2 separate regions of the Mus musculus genome follow, and region 1 is linked to region 2. The links are chromatin contacts, called in public Hi-C maps. All regions are on one chromosome and are shown on one strand. Each heading gives the region's core, a stretch centred on a gene start, on an enhancer-like site or on the middle of the called end of the contact. The rest is flanking DNA. Distances are from core to core; before and after follow the strand shown.

The links. Hi-C and Micro-C count contacts between places; a contact is called where the count stands out from the background.
Region 1: a Hi-C map of neutrophils shows a contact between it and region 2, with 4 times the contacts expected there. The contact joins two enhancer-like sites. A contact is called at or near these places in 1 of 15 datasets of contacts at CTCF or cohesin (CD8 T cells), 5 of 484 Hi-C or Micro-C datasets (CD8 T cells, Th1 cells, brown adipocytes and 2 more), 5 of 115 datasets of contacts at active chromatin or transcription factors (CD8 T cells, bone marrow-derived macrophages, hepatocytes and 2 more) and 1 of 9 other capture datasets (embryonic stem cells).

The regions. Positions count from the first base shown.
Region 1 is chr15:59,781,591-59,786,738 of GRCm38.p6, forward strand. No RefSeq gene overlaps it. Among named protein-coding and RNA genes, the nearest start is that of Gm19510, 11 kb to the right of the region's middle. Within about 2 kb of position 2,906, at least 156 of the 459 cell types and tissues checked have an H3K27ac peak or open chromatin away from gene starts, as enhancers often do. A contact at or near this core is called in brown adipocytes and neutrophils, where this site is marked.
Region 2 is chr15:59,704,529-59,709,478 of GRCm38.p6, forward strand. No RefSeq gene overlaps it. Among named protein-coding and RNA genes, the nearest start is that of Trib1, 58 kb to the left of the region's middle. Within about 2 kb of position 3,268, at least 25 of the 459 cell types and tissues checked have an H3K27ac peak or open chromatin away from gene starts, as enhancers often do. A contact at or near this core is called in brown adipocytes and neutrophils, where this site is marked.

The DNA of each region.
Region 1 (5,148 bases), core at 1,656-4,155, 77 kb after region 2:
ATTGAGGAGATGATTATTGTGCAAAAAATATGCAGATTTTCCACCTAAATTATGGGATGATTCACAGAGTCTTCCTGGACCGCCATCCCTTTGTTTGGCTTATGTGGACAACAATGTCTACTTTATGCAAGAGAAGAGATAGTGGCAAGCTGCATCACGTTAGAGTCAGACCACCACAGTTTGCACCCTTGTGCTTCAGCCGTGTCGCTTTCTAACCATATTCTTCTTTGAAAAACAGCTAATTGCTCTGATTTTCTGTTAAGGAGAGAAAATAATATTCAGTGTCTATAGAGTCATACAAATTTGATGTGTTTAAAAGGAACGAGGCATCTGTCCTTTTTAAAATATTGTTTTAACACTGGATGTGTGATTCACATGTGGCCAGTAGCTTAAGTTTTCAGCAGCCCTTATTAGAACACTCAAATGGGCCTGTGCTACCTAGAGGCTAGCACATTCTTTATGCAAATGGTGGCTATTGTTTCTGGGAAAATGGGTTCTTTGCTCATTTCTCCCCTTGTCATATTTGCACTGGAGGAACGATGGAGCAAACACCTCAGTTGTTTCTCCCTTTAGCTGCTCTTCTGAAAGCAACAAATGTCTAAAGTTGCTTCCAGTTTGTTATTTGCTGCGGGCGGAGAGACTCTCTGTCAAGTGGTGATATAGGCTTTGTCCTCCTTCCCTGATTTGTGGCTTCACTCCCTGCTCCCACATGAACACCGGGGAAGAGTGCACCTTGTTCTTTGTCTCCAGTTCATCTCTCTTTAGACAGATGAGCATCGGATCCCAATGAGATTGGAGCCTCACTCCAACAGCTACTGGCTGTCATGATGTTAGTTCAGCTCTCATCTGTATCCTGGAAATAGCAGCAGTGTCTGCCTACATATTGAGCAATTAAATGAGGTAATATTAACCAGAAGAGTTTACGTGGCGCCTGGTGTATAGCAAGGGGCAACTATAGTGAGCAGGTTGAAGCAATTAGTAGGCACATTCAAATTCAAAGACCCAGTTAAAAAGCTGCTTTCTTCTAGGAAGACTTCCCAAGCTGCTTCCGGTGAAAACCGAGCACTTTCTTCCCACTCTCTCTCTACCATTTTTGTAGATTTTTCTATTTTCACACTGGATTGGTCCTCACTGTGAGCTCAGAGTTTGTGCCTCTGGTCTGTACCAGGTCTAGACACAGAGTAGAGCTAGCGTCTGTCTCACTGTTTACTAGTGTGACCAGGGCACCTCCTCTCACCAAGCTTGCAGATGCCCTTTGTGACTCTTTTGCCCCTATAAGGAGCTTAGACGATTCTTTAGTTTGACTTCACTTGTAGTGGTGACTCTTGGGGCTGGAGAGAGACTTTGGTCACTATCATGGAGTCGTGTCTCCTTCTGAAGTTCGGAGGTCAGAGCTCAGAGCTTCGGTTCCTTAGCAGAGTGCAGTAGGCTCACTCTCACCATTGTTGGGATTAGCCAGGAGCACTGGTGTTAAAGCAGATAGTAGGCTCCCCCAGTCAGGGTTGCTTTCCTCTGGCTCTGCCTCCAAGCAGTTTCCTAGCCTTGAAGTTCACTACAAGCGCTGCAGGCACTCTTTTAGGAGGTCCTCGCTACAGACGTGATGTGCACACTTAGTCTTTTCAGTCTAAGGGTTGCCTACTGGGTGTACCACAATTCAGTTAGCATCCCGAGAAGGGTAGGTGTGAAACCAATGCTCCCCTTCTCCACTGGAAATCACAGTGTGTTCTTATCTAGAAATTCCACAGAGATGCTCCCCACCGTGGTCCGAGGACAGGAGGAAAACCATCTGTGAGCAGTGAAAATTGATCCAGTCTCAGAGCTCCTGACATCCTCTTGGATCCTGGGAAAAGCTGAGAAAAAGAATCCGGAAGACTAGCTCTTTCAGGGCTCAATGGGGGTGGGGGTGGGGGTGGGCACTGGCTGCAGTCAGGAATTTGACTTTGGAGCCCTGCATCAAAGAAACTATGCTGTGTCAACAGTGATGCTCGATGTCAGTGAGAATTCATGACAGAGTGGTAGAGAAAACTCATGGCAGCTGTAAATCTAGTCACACACCAGTCCCTTCTGGCCTGGTGCCTTCAAGGGGGGGGGTGTTAGGGGATGGCGGGGGTGGGGGTGGGGTGGGGGGGGATGGCGGGGGACTCGGTTTGGCTTTTATTTGGCTTTCCACAGGGCTTCGGAATAATTTGCTGGGTAGTGAGGAAACCTCTCCGCAGTGCATTCTGAGCTTACTGCGTCCATGCAGGCAGGTGCTTGGGGAGATTAATTAGGAAAATAAGTGGAATGTGATTGCAGTTGGGCTCCGAGTTTACGGAGCACTTGGTACCAGGGAGACTAATCACCCCAGAGGGCATTGTGAAATTCCGAGGAGATGCAGGCTTCATTAGCTTTTGTTTGGAGGATTACAGGATGGATGGCTCATCAGAGGGGAGGAGATGGTGATTCCTGGACGTGGAGGTGGCTGCAGCGAGGAACAGGCATGCCTGGGGTCTAGTCAGAAGGCCGCGAGCCCGGGTCATAATTCTGTGGAGCGACGCAATGGGAAAAGATGACAAATGGAAGAGCTGAAGTGACTCACTGAGGGGTTTGAAGTGTAACTCTTGGCTACCTCCGTTTTCTCTGGCTGTGGCTGGGAGGGGACTGGGCTGTCAGAAAGGGCTGTGTTCTTTCTCCAGGGCTCTACAGGCTCAAAGATGGGCCTCTGGTCTGTGCTCGCCAGTGGTGCTATCAGCCTTTCAAACTCCGTATCCACTGGCCGTTCTAAAAAAAAAAAAAAAAAAAAAAGCCAACGCGGCAGCTCCGGGTGGCCAGGATTGCGACACCAAATGTGTTTGTTCCCCATGTTTGTGAAATACCTCAGAGGCACTGTCCCAGTGCCACCTGACTAGTTTTCTGATTGCCACACGGCCCTGGCTCCATCTGGCAATACTCAACTGCGGCTGACTTGATTTTGAGATGTTTGTGGCCTTAGCCCTCGCTCTGCCTGCCCAAGTAAAGTGGGCTTTTTACCTTCCCAGCTTTGAATACCATTTGATGGGTTTGGAATTAGCTCTGCGGGCCTGTGGTGAGCATTGTGGCCGTGGATGGCTTACTCAATCTCTCTGGGCCCTAGCCACTTCCACTGCGTGCTGATAACAATTCCTACCGTGTATGATTGTGAACTACATGTGTGACACCCAGACAGGAGGTCAGGACCTCAGGTCACTAGCAAACTTCCTGCCCTTCACAACCCGCCCCCCCACCCCCCCAATCCCAAGTTGCCGAAAGCAAAGCTGACCTCCCTGATCTTCAAGTTGTTTAAATTCAAACGTACTTTTAATTTTTGCAAATGTATGGTTGTCAAATTTTGCCTGAAAGCAGGCAGTAATTGAAAGCAGTCTGGTTAATAGATACCTTAATGGGAGCCCAGAAACCCCTGAGATGGACTCAAGAATTGCTTTAAGTTCTTAGTAGCACTGCCCTAAAGGGACAAATCCAATAATTATTGAGCTTCTATTATGTGTCATGAACAAAGAAAGTAGTATTGCATGTAATTTTCATTTTAAAAAATTTCCTTAACCTTAAGCAGATAGCGTTACTTTAAAGTACTTAGTTACTTAAAGTACTTAGTACTTACTAAATATTAACTGAACGACCTTTATGTGGTAAGCATTGTTCTATAAAGAACATGCAAGAAACCTGACAGCCAGCCTGGAGACATGACTTACTGAAGGTCACATGAAGCTGTTCCATGGCGGTCCCGATACCATTCTAACCCTTTTAAGTCTTAGCCTAGGATGCTTAGGCACAGATGCAGGCATGCATATATGGGCACCCATAAAACACAGCATACGAACATGTTCATGCATAAAAGCACACCCACAATCACATGCACACACACACATGTACACACACACACACACATATATCATGTCAACATACACATGCTCACATACTAGAACAGCACAGCAAGCAATTGCATCTATATTCCGTTCTCACACATCTGCAAGGACACATGTGCTTGCACACGTTCATATGCACATTCTGCACATCAGAGTATCAAATTTCTGAGAACTCTGGCTCCCAGAAACAGCAGCCTTTACAGATGCAGCCAATGTTTTATCCTCTGTTCCTCTCTTCTTCCTCTTTCCATCCTTCTTTTTCTTCGTCCACCCCTCTTCTACCACTTTTCTTTCTTTCCCCTTTCAATTTCTTCGTCCCCCCAACTTCATTCTGTAGCCATATGTCTCTTCCTACCTTTCTAGCTATGACATTTTAGCTCATTTGCAGCCTCTGCCCTGCCCCACCCCCTCCCACCCCCATGGCTCATCAGAACAATCAAGCACAAAATTGAGACTCTTCGAGGCCACTAGGAGTTGAGTCTGCATGGCACACTGTACCTTGGCTAGGCTTCCCCCTATGCAGATGTGCTGACCCCTGGGAACCCCTCCTCTGTGCCTTCGCCCAGAGTGTATTCATGGTCAAGTCTGGTTGTTGAAGTTGAGAGTCCCCAGCCTGGCCCCAACCTGCTCTGCTCTCTCATACATGTGCCAAGTGCCTGTGAAGACTTCTTCCAACTGTTTCATCATGCCTCGGGGTGGGGATGCAGCTCTTCTGCATTTCAACACTCTGTTTCCACCTGGCACTTCCATTGCCAGCTAATAGGTGAAGTAACTCATCTCCAGGCTGACATCCATCACGCTGTGCTTTATGGGGACCCGCACTCTGATCCCTAACATGCTCATGGGGCTGTGACAAGACCAACCTGTAGCCTTTAGTAGCCACCAGCGGTGGCTTGGGAGGGGGCAGTGGTTCTGGGTTTCTCAGCTCATCTGTAGAGATAATTCAAAATCTGCATTATTTCATCATCTCGGCAACTCAAGGTGGGGGTGGTGGAATTTGAGAAACTTCGGCAACTCCTGGGTCTCAGTCCAACTGAGGATCTTTCCCAACTCATCTGCTTTCTTGTGGTATCTGGGACATCTCTCTCTGTCTCTGTCTCTGTCTCTGTCTCTGTCTCTGTCTCTGTCTCTGTCTGTCTCTGTCTCTGTCTGTCTCTCTGTCTCTCTGTCTATCTCTGTCTCTGTCTGTCTGTCTGACTGTCTCTCTCTCCTCTCTCTCTCTCCTCTCTCTCTCTCTCTCTCTCTCTCTCTCTCTCTCTCTCTCTCT
Region 2 (4,950 bases), core at 2,018-4,517:
GAGAGAGAGAGAGAGAGAGTATTTCTATTCATCTCCAGAACTTCACATCCCCACCAGACCCCACATTTGAGGGCAAACACATTATATCATCTTTCTGAACTTTGGGTGGTCTGCACTAGGATCATCTGGAAGTCTTTAGACTACGTCTATGACTGCATCCTATCCAAAGAAGTGCATACAATCTTTTGAGGATAGAGCATTCCTGTTTAAAACTATCTGCCCAAGTGATTTGAAATATGAACACCTGAGCTGAGAGACATTGGCTTAGGACTTGTCATCGAGCCAGAGAATGCTGCCTGGTACTTTTCTGGTAGGTTGCTTATGGTCTGGGATGGTTGGTGGCCCTCAGGAGGGTGACCTCTGAACAGGTGGTTGAGGTACCTGCTCTAATTGGTAAAAACCATAACCTCTGAAGTTAGGTAGCCTGGGATTGAATTCCAGTTCTGTCTTTATTGGCTAGGTGACTTTGGGTAAATTGTGAACCTCTTATAAACTTACTTTGTCTACCTATAAAGTGGGCCTTCTGATAACATTCACTTCATGGGGCTGTGAAGGGTGAATGCATTCTGCTGCAAACTCAACAGAATATCACTCAGCGCACAGAGCACTGTGGACAATGTGGGGGAGGGGTCTATGCCTTCTTAACTTCTAGACCCCAGTGTGAAGCTTTGTAACTTGGTGGAGGAGTCTTTCCCTAAAGACAAGTTCATGTCTGCTTCACTTTGTTCCATATCCCAGATTAGTGCTCTTTCCTGTAAGTCTTGTCTGCTAAGCCTGAAGGCTTTCAACCTGACTGTGAATCGTAATTCACAGAGAGAGTTATCGGTAGTACAGATTCCCAGGTCACTTCTGTCTGCTTCATCTCATTATTGCCTAACAGGCCTTGGGTGAAGCCAGGGACTGGGGATTTGACAATACTTCCCAAGTGTTATGGTTTGAACATATAGTATTCTTTATAAAGTCATGTATTTGAACACTTGGATTCCTACTGACAACCCTGTTTGGGGGAGGTTGTGGAATCTTTTGGAGGTGATGTTTCACTGGAGGAAGTGGGCTGAGAGGCAGACATTCAGTATTATAGCTTAGCCCCACTTTTGACCCCAGACCCTCTATGCCAACTGGTCCACTGAACTTGACACTATATGATCCTGCCGCCACGTAGCTGCCTACCCCCTGTATCTTCCCTGTCATGATATCCCCTTAAACTGTAAGCCAAAATAAATCACTTCTTGTCAGGTATTTGTTCAGAGCAACTAGAAGAGTAACCTGACCACATGACTTCCCCTACCACTGGCCCCAGTCCTGGAGATGGAACTAGGACTCTCTGTGTGCTTAGGGAAGCAGTTTTCTTCTGAGCCACAGCCACAGAATCTTACCCAAAATGTCTTAAAAATTCAGCCAAACACTGCAGTGGATACAAAACTCCATGGAAGCCCATAAGATTACACAGGTCCACAAGTCAGCAAAAAATCCTTTTGTCATCCAGTGAGTCTAGACTTTAGCTTTGGAAAATACAGCTAATGTATTTTCTAATGGTGGGGAGATTTCCACGGAGTCATTGCGACTCTCATGCCTTGCAATAGCTTGAAAAACAGATTTCTCAGCAACTCCTATCAGGAGCCAGAGTCTGTTTCTTGCTTCTTGAATCTTGGCTCGTAGTCCTTCACGGCTCTTTTGTCTTTACTGTTTGGACCAGCTTCCTGAGACCACTGTGGAGGCTGAGAGGCTATAGGCAGGACCAAGAGGTCCCAGCCACAGCTGAGCACTACCCACCAAGTTCATGAGTGAGACCATCTTGTTCTTCTGTTCCAGCTGACTAGCCGGCAAACACAAGCTAATGTGTTTACAAGTTGAAGCAAGGGCAGCAGGAGAGCTTATTTGATGATCAGAACTGTGAGAAATGAGCAGATCTTTGTCAGTTCAGCCAGCATGATGCAGGGTTGTTACAAGGCAATAGATGCCAGGAATGCTACCCATGCTGGGCTTGAAAGACAGCTCAGTAGACAAAGTGCTTACAGTGCGATCATGAGGACGGGAGAAGCAGGGGTAAAAAACACGAAGGAAGGGGTGGCATTATGTAACTCTAGGGTCAGGGAGTTTGGGATAGAAGGATCACTTGGGCCCACTGATTAGCTATTCTAATAGATTTGGTAAGCTCCAGGTTTAGTGAGAAACCATCCATTAAACACACACACACACACACACACACACACACACACACACACACACGCACGCACACACAAATAGTAAATAAAAAAAAGGAAAAGATTCACAATTTCCCTTCCTTTAGACTCAGAGTCCATATCAGCCAGAAAGGTAGCCAGAAGAGGGACATGCAATCTCCCAGTCCCTGGGGAGTCAGATCTGTGCCCCAGGTCAATCTAAGAGGCTGGAAAGTCCCAGGGGGCCACATTTGGCTACCGAGGCCAAGGCAATGTAAACCCCATCTGACCCCTTTGCCTTTGGAAGCCTCATTGTCCCAGGGCTCGGGGATCCGAGATTCTAACTATGCCCAGCATCTTCTATCTGCACTGTGGCAATACTCCTTCTGTGGCCTGGGGCCTTGGGAAAGCTCGGTGCAATCGTGAATGAGTTAAACGCTATCTGATCATAAGTCAGAGAGCCTGTTTTCATTTTCAAAACTCTGTGTGTCAGTGGCTCTAATGCAATGTCCAGCTATATCTTGAGCAAGTGACCGGCAGGGGACATAGGATGCTATTTACTCAAGATAGCTTCATCACGCAAAAGCAGCTTGCCTAACCCGGTTTGTAAACGAAGGTTACGAGACCACCATTGCAACAGTGATTGCTCTGGGGGATGGTCCCAGGAGGGAGCTGGTCCCTTCAGGCCAAATTTGGGGCCCTTTTCTACTTTCTGGAGCTCTGGGGACCCCTGGGTCTCTGGCAATGAGCAGAGCAAAAACAGAGTTGGGAAATCCTGATTGAGGTGCTGTGGTCTGAGTAAGAGTGGCTGCCTCCGGGCAGCAGCGGGCTTCCTGCTGCCTTGGAGGAAAGAGCCTCAGGTGTTGGCAGGATTTGGAGATGATTAGGGACTGGTGGGTGGGTCATAGGGGAGGGGTCTGGACACACGGAGAGAAGATGGTGACGAGCTTTTGAAAAGTTTGGTGTGGGTCTGCAGGGCTGGGAACAGCGGTCAGTTCTAACCCAGCAGTAAAATCATGGTGGGTGGTGTCTGTCTACCGTGCCCACTGTTAGGGATGGCCCCTGTGAGTGTTTCCTGGAACGTCAGATCGTTAGAAAGTCTTCATGGTTTCTGTTTCTCCCTTTTGCCCAGGGTCTGAGTCACTGAGACCTCAGCCACCACTTGTATTGCTGTATCTTCCACAACTACCACCACCATCAGCAATACTTTCACTGCCTTGTCTGTCACCATCATCACTATCACAAGGACCACACTCACCATCAAAACACCCCCCCCCACACCTGTCCTGTAGCCATCATCAATACCTCAATCCTACCACTGTTATCACCGATAACCCTGTCACCATCACCACCACCACCACCACCATCAGTACCACTCACAGCACCACCAACACCATCCGCAATAACACCATCACTGCTCCCACTGACATATCCTGGCTGCCATTAACAATGCCGCCACCACCACCATCGTGACCACACTTCCTCTCCTACCACCACCAAGTGCCTCATTCAATACCTTATGAGTATTTCAAGGCACGTTCCTATATTCAGTTAGTTCTTACAACATTCACAAGAGCCAGGCATTACTGTACCCATTTTATGTCTTGGGAAATTAAGGCTCAAAGACAAAATGATGTTTTTTGTTTTGTTTTGTTTTGTTTTGTTTTGTTTTGTTTTGTTTTCCTGGAGACCTCTAGGTGAATGTATACTCTATGCAGGAATACTCATAAATCCAGGTGTGGTAGTCATATTTTCAAAACTTAAAAAAATTAATTTTGGTAACAATTGAATATATACAAAATACTATAATTTCAACCCACAGTTGCTGGCCTTTTCCCCTCCCTCAACATGATTCCCCACCCCCAGTGTGGACTCACAGCTCACCTCATTCTGAGAGGTCACTTTCCCAGTGCTCTGTCACAATATGTGGCTGGTGGCCAGGGTGTCAGACAGCACTAATCTAGATCTTCCAATGACCTGTATTCTTTTTTTCCTTATTGAAACCTCTCCCCTCTCCCATAATATTCACCATATTTTCTCTGTTCCTAAAGAGGAGTTTTGAGCCAAGTTATTCCCTAGGTCTTTTCTGGTGCTAAGGTTGTCTGAGGGCAGAATGAAGCCAACACCCTTTAGGCTTTCCTGAGACCCGAGACACAGATGGGATCTGGGAGACAAGGGAAGAGACTGCCCCAGACTGGCACCAGAAATGTATTGTCGTTATCGTGGATATTAGGGACAGGCAGTGACAGATACATGAAACCTATACCCAGAGATACACAGGCAGCAGGACACAAGGACCCCTTCACTCCAAGACACAAGACATGAAAGTGCAAAGAGAGGCACAGGGACATGGTACGCTGAGGTCTGAATGTGTCTTTAAGTCCCTGATGTTATCGGAACTGTCCTGCCCCGTACGGGCCAGATATAATTCCACAGACAGCACACATATGATATGAGCACTGGGTTAAAGGCTCACGTGAGGATGGGAGATAGGGTGGTCATATCGTGGGATGTATGGAAAAGCCTTAAGGGCATCCATTGCTTTATCAGCTAACTAAAAGCAATGGCAAACCAAACATGTGCAGACCCCAGTCTTTACCCTCACCTGTATCCTACATTTCTTTCCTTCCATGTAGGTGCACTTTATGTGTGGACATTGGGTCACTGTGGGAAAAGTACTGTTCCCCTAGGCCAGCTAAGCAAAGTTCAATTGTTCCAGCTCATGACATTCCCCAGGGCCCTACCCAGCCATCTCTGTAGCTGCCTCTCAAGGATGTTGGAATTCTGC